Linked DNA regions of Mus musculus: region 2 is linked to region 1. Evidence: chromatin contacts called from public HiChIP or PLAC-seq data. All regions are on one chromosome and are shown on one strand. Each heading gives the region's core, a stretch centred on a gene start, on an enhancer-like site or on the middle of the called end of the contact. The rest is flanking DNA. Distances are from core to core; before and after follow the strand shown.

Region 1 (5,530 bases), core at 917-3,416:
CAGAGCGTGCACGGTGGCTGGAGAAGACCCAGCATGCTCAGGTAGGTGGTGGGTCAGGCTTGGAGGCGGGCGAGCATGCATCCCTGGAGCTCAGGACTGGCATCACAGAAGGGTGAAGGAGGGCCGAGAGGCTGGTGCAGGGGCAGATCTGACCAGCAGCAGGTCGGATGCCTTCCAGAGTCTGAGAAAGCCTGTGGCAGCTATTGAGACAATCCAACACGCCGTACACCCGAATGCTTTCCCCATACCGAAACAGTGAATTTCTAAACTTTATCTTCTGTTCAGAGACACCTACGGAGCACTTTCTGGGGACAAGCAGAGCTAGTGCTACGTGCCAGGGAGTCAGAAAAGAATGAAAATACCATTCCTGCCCTCCAGGAATCTGTGCTTCAGCTCATTAGAGTAATCAGGGTACAAATAACAGAAGCAAGCATGCCAAAGACAGCAGCAGGGAACGGCCATGCTGTCTGTCCCAGCAGGCTGCTGGAAAAGCAGTGGTGCTAAGGGAGCTTAGGGGGGAGAAACCGGTGCATCAGAGCAGACAACAAAGCAGGAAGAAGGGAATTACAGTGCAAAGACCCAGAAATAGGAAACAGTCCTGGGTGCTGAGAGAGGCACCCCATCTCTCACTTTATAGGAAGGGACCAGGACTGGATCAAGGTCATACAAACCTTTAGAGCTCAGTAGGAACCATGTTCTCTTTCCCTCCCACTGCCACTGTGTGTGTGTGTGTGTGTGGTGTATGCATATGATTGTGTGTATGTATTATGTGTGGTGTATGCATATGACTATGTGTGTTGTGTGTGTATATGACGTATGCATATAACTGCATTGTTATATATGTGTATGTATTATGTCGTGGTGTATGCATATGACTGTGTGGGTGTATTATGTGTATGGTTTATGTATATGACTGTGTGTATACTATGTGTGTATATATTATGCATATGGCCGTGTGTGTATTATGTGTGGTGTATGCACACGATTGTGTGTGTGTGTATTATGTGTGTGGGTGTACGGACATGACTGTGTGGGTGTGTGCACTCAAGTGTGCGTGTGTGTAGAACTGAGCAGGTTGTTTGCTTGGCATTGTTAGGGTGAGAAGTAGAAGGGTGGATGCAGCAGAAGCTGAGTTCAGGAGGTGGTACCACAGGATCATGCCCGGCTCTAAGGGCCACGCAGGAACTTGAACTTTGACCTGTAGACAACGTGGAGCCAGTGGAGGCAGACTTAAGTGATACAAGTAGGAGCTTAAAAGAGAGAGAGACATCAGTAAAGCTACATCTGTTACTATCAGTTCAGAGGCTATAGAAAAACAGAGGCTGGGCTAGGGTGTAGCTCAGTGAGCGCGCGTGCTTAGCTTGCACGAGACCCTGGAGCTGACTGAGCCATGGTTCCACACAAACAAAGCAAAGCATCCAGAAACAGGGTCCCTCACAAATTTGGAGGCCACAAGTTCAAAATGCAGGATTGACAGAACTGAGCTTCCTGCCCAGGTTCTAGGGGGGCATCTGTGTTTCAGCTACCAATGGCTTCTGTGGCCCTTAACTTGGAGCAGCAACTCCTGGCCCCTCCCCCGCATCTCTGGCTTTCCCCTCTGTATGCTGGTGTCCAGATTCTCCTCCCTTTCTTATGAAGATGCCAGACGCCTGCTTTAGAATCCACATGGAATGTCTGAGGTCTTCACCTTAGGTCCTTTCACATCTTCAAAGACCCGGTTCCCAACTAAAGTCACATTTATGGTTTCTGGGGATTGGGTTTCGGACCCGGCTTTCTCCAGGCAAACCCACGGTGGGAGCAGAGTGGCAAAGAGCTGGAGATTTGCCTTAGACTCTTTGTCTTGCTTGTTGGCAGAGCCGAGGATCAAACCCAGCATCTTTGCTACCCTGGGAAAGTGCGTATCCCTGCACTCCACCCCAGCCCCAGGAAGGAATGTGCACACTTATTTACTTGTTTATTTATTTGTGGGTGGGCGCGTGTATGTGCATGGGCATCACCACACCTGTAAACTTTGCTTTTCCACACCAACCTCTCAAGTGTCTCCTCTTCCTTTGGCTCCCAGTCTTAGAACAAGCCTTCTGCCACATTCTCACTTGGAACTTCTGAGAACCAGTCAAACCTGCTTGTGTTCATATGCAAAATAACAGCCCCTGATAGGCTCTGCAGCGTGACAAATGGGGAGTCATTTCTCCTCTGTGATCAAATTTGCAGTGAGGTTCCCAGCCACTCAAAGCCTGAAACACTGCAACACACACACACACACACACACACACACACACACACACACACACACGCATGCACATGCTCACACAGGGTGAGAGTTTCTCTTAGTTTTTCTTCTGCCCAGAGCTCAGACTTTTTCTTCTTCCCCTTGCAGAAATGTTAGTGAGGCAGCTTCCTTGAGGTGGCTTATGCTTTAACAAAAAATGAGCTTGCGGGTGGGGGTGGGGAGACTTAGTGGCTGGGAGGAGGAAAAGGAACTGAGAACCCTCAGAGGAAGAGGCCAAAAGATGAAATTGGGGCCAATTAAACAAAAGCAAGACTTGAGAGCAGCCCAGAGCCTACGCTGTGCTCTTGGCAAGTTACTAGCCCTTCTAAGCCTGGCCCTCATCTGGGGAAGTACAGTGATAGCCCACAAGCCAGTGAGTGGCTTGGCCTGAGGCTCTGTGCGTCCTGGGAGCGCTACAAGTGTGGGTCATTGTGACACAAGGGGGTGAGCTAGTTGAACACTCCTATAATCCCAGCACACAGAAAGCTGAGGCAGAAGGATTGTGAGTTCAGGGCTAGCCTGGGCTATACAGCAAGTTCTGGATCTGAGCTGCATAGAAAGACCCAGTCTCAGAGAAACAAAGAAGAGAAAGGAGGAGGAAGAAAGGAGAAGAGAGAAGAGGAAAGAGAAGAGGAGAAGGAAGAGGAGGAGGAGGGGGAGGAGGGGGAGGAGGGGGAGGAAGAGGAAGAGGAGCCCTCCCTCCCTCCCACTCTAGCTTTCTTTCCATTACTCCTCACCTTGGCTCTCCTCACCTTGGCTCTCCTCCTGCTGTAGCAGAGAAGATCCCCCTGCTGTAGCTTTTGAGGCAGCTGGAAGCCCTGGGCTCAGCTGCTCAACATCTCCCCCCACCCCAGGGTGGGTTTCCCAAGCTCCTGCCTTTCTTGGGGAGGGACAAGGGCAAGCTTAGTGAAGCCAATACCAGCAGAGATTCTTTAAAGAAGTCCTCTGCTCATCCTTTCCCTCCACACTAACCCATCCTCAGCAGCCATCACAAAGTCAAACTTGGGGCATGGGGGGGGGGAGAGGGCAAAGGGCGTGGCTTCTCCTCACAGCAGGCTGTGCAGCCCACCACCCTTCTGCTCCTACCTTTCTCAACTTCACACTGAGCAGAAAGATGAAGCCCAGAGAAGAGAAAAGGGAGGAGACACAGGAACTGGCCCCCTAGTGCTAGTTTCCTGCTCTCAACCTCGGCTCTGGTTCAGTGACTGGGAAGCCAGGGAAAGGAGAGTTGGAACAACTGTCCACTTGATACCATTTTCCTATGCCTGCCCAACCCTCCTCCAACATGTCTGGTTCTGACCCAGCCGCCCTTGTGCTCCTACCAAAGCTTTGGAGAAGCCCAGGAAGCCCCAGGGCTGCTGGTTCACACTCTCCCAGCTTCTGAGAAAGGACAAACATGGAGCCATCAGCTAACCTGGCATCAGTCACAAGAGAGCGTTGTATGGGGTGAGGGAACACTTGAGGTCTCTGCTCTATGCCAGATGCAGCACCTTAGCTGCCACTGTGGTGGGGACGCCTAGGAAGGAGGTGAAAGACTCCAACCACAGCCACTCTTTCTTTTCCTTTTCTCTTCTCTTCTCTTCTCTTCTCTTCTCTTCTCTTCTCTTCTCTTCTCTTCTCTTCTCTTCTCTTCTCTTCTCTTCTCTTCTTCCCTTCCCTTCCCTTTCCCTTCCTTCCTTCCTTTCTTCCTTCCTTTCCTTCCTTCTTTCTTTCTTTTCTTCCTTTCCTTTTTTCTTTCTTTCTAACAGATTGGTTGATTATGTACACAGTGTTCTGCTCACATGTATGACTGTCCACCAGAAGAGGGCACCAAGATCTCATTATAGATGGTCACGGGCCACCATGTGGCTGCTGGGAATTGAATTTGGGACCTTTTGAAGGGCAGCCAGAGCTCTTAACCTCTGAGCCATCTCTCCAGCCCCTCCTTTTTCTTTTTGAGGTAGGATCTCACTGTATACATTCTGATGGGCCTGGAACTCTCTATGTAGACTGGGCTGGTCTCAAACTCAGAGATCCTCTTGACTCAAGTGGCTATGCCGTGATCCAAATGCTGGGATCAGCCTAGCCTTCAGCCATTTCTTTACCCTCTGGGAAGCTCTTTAGTGTTTCTTAGCCATACCTATGAATATTGCTGTCCATTCTGCCCATAGCAGCCACTTCTGTGTTCCTTCATGCCAAGCCTCCTCTTGCTACCCACCTGCGTCTTCTCAGGCTCTGCTGTCTCCCCCAACATTAACCTCCTGTGATAACTCAAAGCCCTTCAAGGCTGCCAGAAAGCTTGCAGTCACTGAGCTAAGACTTAAAGAGTATACACTCACCCGGCTCTCCTCTCCTTGGCAAGCAGCTGCATCTAAGCCTAGTCTTTGCATCTGTAAGATGAGCTCAGGTCCGTGCTTGCCATGCTGGAGGGTGACAAAGCGCCCGTATGTATGGAGGTCCTTGCATGATATCTGTCAGCTGCCACTTCCTTATTCTGTTTGAAAACTCAGAAGGGACACAGACGTGTGTTCTCTTCTCTTCCATCTTGGGACAGCTTTCTTTTCTTTTCTTTTCTTTCTTTCTTTTTCTTTTCCTTTTTTTTTTTTTTTCTGAGACAGGGTTTCTCTGTATTGCCCTGGCTGTCCTGGAACTCACTCTGTAGACCAGGCTGGCCTCGAACTCAGAAATCTGCCTGCCTCTGCCTCCCGAGTGCTGGGATTAAAGGTGTGCGCCACCACTGCCCGGCTTATTTATTTATTTATTTATTTATTTATTTATTTATTTATTATATGTAAGTACACTGTCGCTGTCTTCAGACACACCAGAAGAGGGCATCAGATCCCATTACAGATGGTTGTGAGCCACCATGTGGTTGCTGGGATCTGAACTCAGGACCTCTGGAAGAGCAGAGGTTTTTCGTAACCACTGAGCCAACTCTCCAGCCCCAGCTTTCCTTTCTCACCTGGCTAAGGGACAGGAGAGTCCTCAGCCTAGGGCAAGCGTGCTCCTGCTCCTCCCTCCTTCAATGAAGGTCAAGGTGATGAGAGAGCAATGAGCCCAAAAGAGGAACCCAAGGACCTGTATGGTCCAGAGCCCTGGCAGCACCATCTTCTGGGCCAGGGAGAGATTCTAAGAGAGGAGCATCAGAGGGCTGGCTTCCCAGGTGGTGTGGGATACAGGGCCAAGAGAGCAGAGGAAAGGGGACGTTCTGTCCGCCCCAATTCCCTCCACCAGCAGCTCTGCAGCTTGCTGCCACCACTGTATCTCGGCATCATTGTGCTC
Region 2 (5,530 bases), core at 1,286-3,785, 940 kb before region 1:
GGGTAGCAAAAACTATTCTCAACAATAAAAGAAACTCTGGTAGAATCACCATCCCTGACCTAAAGCTGTACTACAGAGCAATTATGATAAAAACTGCATGGTACTGGTACAGCGACAGACAGGTAGGTCAGTGGAATATCACATACAAATAACCTAGTAACACTATATACTCACTGAGTCTTGCCAGAGTTTCTGCTCTGTAGAATTGTGGTCAGCACAATGACTATGATTTAATCCACTACATTTTGAACAAGCTTGGAATGTCACAAAAAAACAGAAGGTAGCAAGGCAGAATTTTCTTAGCGGTTTCAAATGTATGTTTTAAGGTCTCTCATTATATTGTGAAAGCACCAAAGTTCAACCTCAGCAAGGCCCTAGAATCTACTAGGTAGTAATGACTTACCCCAAACTCACAGAGAATAAAGGAGGACAGCATGCAATATCTATTTATCCATACCAATAGATATTTCCTCAAGGTAGAACAGATGTTCCTTCACATCTCTGGATCAGCAAGGCTCCTTTTGTGGAAAAGAGTTTTAGACAGTAACCAATGATTAAAAGACTCCTTGTTAAAGTGGTTCCAGAGCAAGTGGTGCTAGATCTCAAAGGGTCTAGTGATGGGCAGCTTCTAAGGATGCCACTAAACATCTAAAAGGAACAGAGCTCTCTTCATTGCTCCATCCCAACCTCATCCCCATTGTCAATTTAGCTAAGGAGTGTGGGCTCTGCTAATTTATTTTTAATGATTAATATTGAACTCTTGCATCACAATCTCATGTTAACTTCTTCAAGCAATGAAATGTAACAAATTTCTCCTACACTACAAGGTATAAGGAATGTCTCACTCATTGGTCACTGGTAAGCATTCTTTTTTAAAGAAAAAAATCCATTATTTCCAATATCTATTTTGTTTTCTTTGTGTCAAATACTTTATATCACAGAATACAGAAACAATTTAATTATCCTAAATTTACAGTTTGGTGTTTTCTTGAATGAAATTAAAGAATTATGTATTATATTTTTGTATAGGCTAGACATATAACATTAATTTTCCCACTTCTAATGCTGTGAATTTACACTGACTTCAAACACGTTGTGTGTGTGTGTGTGTGTGTGTGTGTGTGTAGATCAAAATGTAAGGTTCTTTAGAGCAAAGGTTATATTTTCTTTCTATATTCAAACCTTCCTTTTATATGGAAAGCACACATCACACTGATGCATGGTAAGGGGCCACAGTGACCTCCATAGGGGTCTTTGAGAAGTGACAGCATGATAGAGTTAATACATAAAATTCCAAGAAAAAAATTCTGACCTTTCCACATTGCATGAAAACATGAACCCTACCTTATCTCTCCTCCCACACTGAGGCCAGCCACAAACACAGCCATCCAAGACGCAGTAATCTCAATCGGTCACCAAATATCCAAAGCACTTTTCAGAATTCAGGGTTATTTTTCCATAAGTTCAGATCTTCATTTGTGTTTCCTCAACAGTCAGTATTTCTACCAGCTCTATGCCCCATTCAAATCTAGAGCCCTAACCCTCAACCCCTCACCCCCACCCCCCAAAAAAATTCCTCTTTGGCCAGAAGTGCACATCAAGTGAAAGAGGCCTTTTAAGGTAGCTGACTTAAGGCCAATTTATGTTTAGTCACCAAGTGAGTATATAGCCATTGGAAAAAATCACTGAAGCTTTTCTGGACTTTTTCATCCATGAAATGAGACTAGCAATGTTTTATGTCTGGGGTTTCCATGGCTCAAATGAGATAATACATGAAAGTTCTTTGTGAGCTGTAAAATACTCCACTACTCCACAGGGCAATTTCACTATTGCTGAGGCTCTGTTTGAACACCAGACCATCTGGCACATACAGAATTAACAGTAAGTCATTACACTATGACGACCTGACCCAGGGAGCCAGGACAGGGGTTGAGGTCTTCAATCAAACTCTGCTGATATGTTCTTGGATCAGCCCCATGACAAGGCAGAAATTTCTCCCTCCTCATTAGCTCACTGTCTGAGGAGCTCATACTTCAAAACCACATCTTAGGGAAGGCTGGAGTGTTCTAATTAAGTCTTCTTAAGGAAGAAAGAGATCTTAAGCCTTCTATTGCTACTTTCTCTCCAGGCTCCAAGCTGAAGCCTGGAAGAAAAGTAAAAAAGTCAGTCAAGGCCTCATCCCACACTCCCGCTGGAAGGCAAAATCTCCAGGAGGTTAATTGTGATGGGAACCAGGGAAGAGCCACTCCTTTTCCCATTGTCATGGAAAGACCACTTTGTCTTAAGTGCTAGGTAAAGAGAGACCCAATTTTAACCATGATGGGACATAATGGGAAATATCATTCTTTTCTTAATCACGAGGTTCTATATACCGTAAGATTCCTAGAAACTCATGCAATTTACAGTTTGTCTTTTGATGACTTACAGGTGGCTAGTGATCTAGAAAATCACTTCTGCTTCCTAAGACCCCAGCAGAGCACAGCCTGGATTCATTGCACCCTTTGTCTGGCACCAGTCTCACAAAGCTTGCCTTAGGCAGCCATGGCTAATCAACTGCAGATGACAGGCAAACAAAGTGTTTGTCATTCCATGCTATGTGGAGCTTTTTCTATGTGACTGCACTTAGCACACAAGACAGTGAGGCCCAAAAGAGTATGGCACAAGAAACCTAAATGCAACACCCAAGCTGAAAGCACAGTGAGAAATTAGCTAGGTCAAGAGTCAGGAATGGCTACAGATCATATCAGACCTGACTATTACTTAGCCAAAGCAGACCTGTAGAAAGATCTATTGCAAAGTTAATCAGAGAAAGAACACGGAAGCAAGTGAAGTTCTGGGCATGCCTAGGCTTGTTTTAGGTGGGTTCTGTGAATAGCATCTTGTGGTGCTGGTCCTAGTCTGTCGGTCACAGATACTCTGAGGCTGATCCACAGGGAAGTTCCTCTGATCAGAACAGTATAGAAGCCTCTTACTTATCTTTAGACTATCTCCTGCAAGTCTAACCACTGATTGATTGGTATAATGTTTATGTCCAGGCAATTTTGAATGGATTGATAAAGGGAACCAGGGGACTCAAACTTTGTTTTCTAGGGGTCCTTTGCCCACTTCAGATGGGTTAAGTATATGGCTTCTTCTCAAATTCAAACAGTGGAGCAAATGTAAGAATCACCCCAAAAGTGAATAAATCCTGTGTAATATTAAGGGAAAGTCATCCAAAGAATTATTTTCCCTCTTATAATCTCACAGTTCATTATGTATCTACATTCCAGCTCAGAATTCATCACACGTACCCTTATTTTTATTAAACTGAGCTAAAAATGGTAAAATGTCTACCATTTGCACAATGGTAGAAACACAGCATCACATTCCCTCTGGACCTAACATGTTGCCTCTAAAACAGTTAATGGAAGTCATAGTTCAGAGAGCAAACACTGCAAACTCGCTCATCCTGGCAATCTTCTGCTAAGCATTGATGTCACACTACAGCTTTTCTAGCTTTTGCATGTCAGACCTATTTCTTCTGCAAGCTGCTCCCTGTGAAGTCTACACTGAAGATCACTGTGAAAAACAACATGACTGGTCTGGTCTTGTCTTTAGAAAGTCACTGTATGTTATCAGAGAACAAGAAGCCCTCTTGTATTCTTCTGCAAAAAGAACCACACTGTATAACTCCCAGCCCTATGGCTGGATAGGTATGATACCACATTCTATGGCAATAACACTCAGAACCCCACCTTTGGAAAATTGAGCAGCTCTCATGGCCATTGATATGTTATGGAACCCACAAACTCTCATGAGCCTCCAATGGAATCTTGGGAACATTCATGAATCTTGAGTGAGTATGTTTGTGCAGGTGCATGTGGTCGTGTGTATATGAGCACAGGTTCCCAAGCATGTACAGGTTTGGGCTTGGACTTTCCCAACAAGGAAAGAGAGTACACATCTTTGGAGCATCAAATCTCATAATTGAACCAGACTTTTATGGAGATCAGGACAGGACTTCCCGAATTAAATTAATGTAGGCACATACATGCATAGTGTCCCCTACTGCATGATGAAAAGAAGACACTTGTTAATGACAACAAAATTCATAATGAATGTCTATTTGAGTCAGTTTCTTATTTCAAAATACATAAAACAAAAACCAAAAAATCAAACAGACAAACAAACAAAGCTTTCCATGGGAAATGTGAAGTAGAAAACAGAGGACTAGTGTCAGACATAAACTCTCATCTGTGTAGCTTAGGCTCAGAAAGAGTAGAGTATGAAGCTGGTGGAATTCTCAGGCCCTCCTTTCCTGCTGCTTCCCCTCTCCTACATGCAGATTTCTTTTGCCTTCCTGGAGGACCCAGGACTTACTAGAAAGCCCAAACTTTCGTGTCTGTTTTTCCATCAAATGGCCAGTGTCTGGATTTCCTAGATTCCCCATTCTCTCTTCATCAAGCAGAATGCTTCTTGCTTGAAGGGCGGTGGAGGTAGTACACAGGGCATGCAGCTGAACCAGGCCATTGGGGTGTTTCGGTGGCTGAGGGGAGACTCCTCAGGTTGCTTTTCTTTTAAAAATCTGCCAAAGTGTTTTAAGGCGTGTGGACCTGGGAAGGTCAAGGATTTAGTCATTTTAATGAGTCACGGTTGCAGCTGATTATTTTGATTAGATTGACTAAATATTTTGCTATTGAGATAATGATTCAGGAGTACACAGTTCACCAATGAGATATTGCAGCTTGCAGGGACCTTGGAGATTTTCTAAAGATTTTCTTATTTTACAGAAGGGAAACTGACAACTCCAACAGGGAACACTGGTCTGCTTGGGGCCATGTGAATGAGTGGCATAGATTGAGTCAGGACCCAGTGTCACATAGGACAAATCATAGAAGGAAACTGGTAGCATGGCTAAAAGGTGGGTAACAGCTTTCTCTACTTTCCCTGGTGGCCCTTTATACAAACAGTTCCAAAAGCTAAATCAGTAGTTTCATTTTTAAAAATTAAGTAAATACAAGCCTTGGTTTTTGTGGGTTCTGGTACTTTGATGGCCTTACGTTCTCAGTTACAGAAAGCTATTTGTCTACAGACCAGTATCTTAACAAACATAGAACAACAAAGGACAAACAAGGTCGCCATACCTTCCCTAATTGTTGCCTGCCTGTTTACTGAATATATTCATTGCCCTCTCAATTACCCAAAGGAATAAACAGTAAGATCATGAGTCTATATGTGGCAGAGTGCAGGTTCAACAGGTTTAGACTATGTGAACAACTGGCTCCATGTCACATAGCTTGTAGATGGGGGTATTTGGCAGCAGAGCCAAGTTCCACCCAAGTGCACATACCTTGACCTACAGAAACAGATACATTCTGCTTAAGCCTACCAAGGGTCTATTTAGGCCATCCCAGGCCCCTGATTACATAAGTTGCAAATCCAGTAGTTGAAGAACAAATTGGATGAGCAAAGAGGCATCTGCAGTCAGCGGCCTCCTGTGGGGGGTATGTCATATACATCTGTCTGGAGCACGGATTAATCAGGCCTCTAG

What was found. HiChIP or PLAC-seq counts read pairs in DNA pulled down with a chosen protein or histone mark.
Region 2: a contact with region 1 is called in an H3K27ac HiChIP or PLAC-seq map of embryonic stem cells, with 2.6 times the contacts expected there. The contact joins two enhancer-like sites. A contact is called at or near these places in 1 of 115 datasets of contacts at active chromatin or transcription factors (embryonic stem cells) and 1 of 9 other capture datasets (pancreatic islet).

The regions. Positions count from the first base shown.
Region 1 is chr6:125,364,892-125,370,421 of GRCm38.p6, reverse strand. It overlaps Plekhg6 (pleckstrin homology domain containing, family G (with RhoGef domain) member 6), which reads left to right. Exons shown (of 17, transcript NM_198604.2): 14 at 1-41. Among named protein-coding and RNA genes, the nearest start is that of Gm52918, 4.9 kb to the left of the region's middle. Within about 2 kb of position 2,166, at least 111 of the 459 cell types and tissues checked have an H3K27ac peak or open chromatin away from gene starts, as enhancers often do. A contact at or near this core is called in embryonic stem cells, where this site is marked.
Region 2 is chr6:126,307,961-126,313,490 of GRCm38.p6, reverse strand. All of the region lies in intron 3 of Gm10415 (predicted gene 10415), which reads left to right. Among named protein-coding and RNA genes, the nearest start is that of Gm10415, 18 kb to the left of the region's middle. Within about 2 kb of position 2,535, at least 17 of the 459 cell types and tissues checked have an H3K27ac peak or open chromatin away from gene starts, as enhancers often do. A contact at or near this core is called in embryonic stem cells, where this site is marked.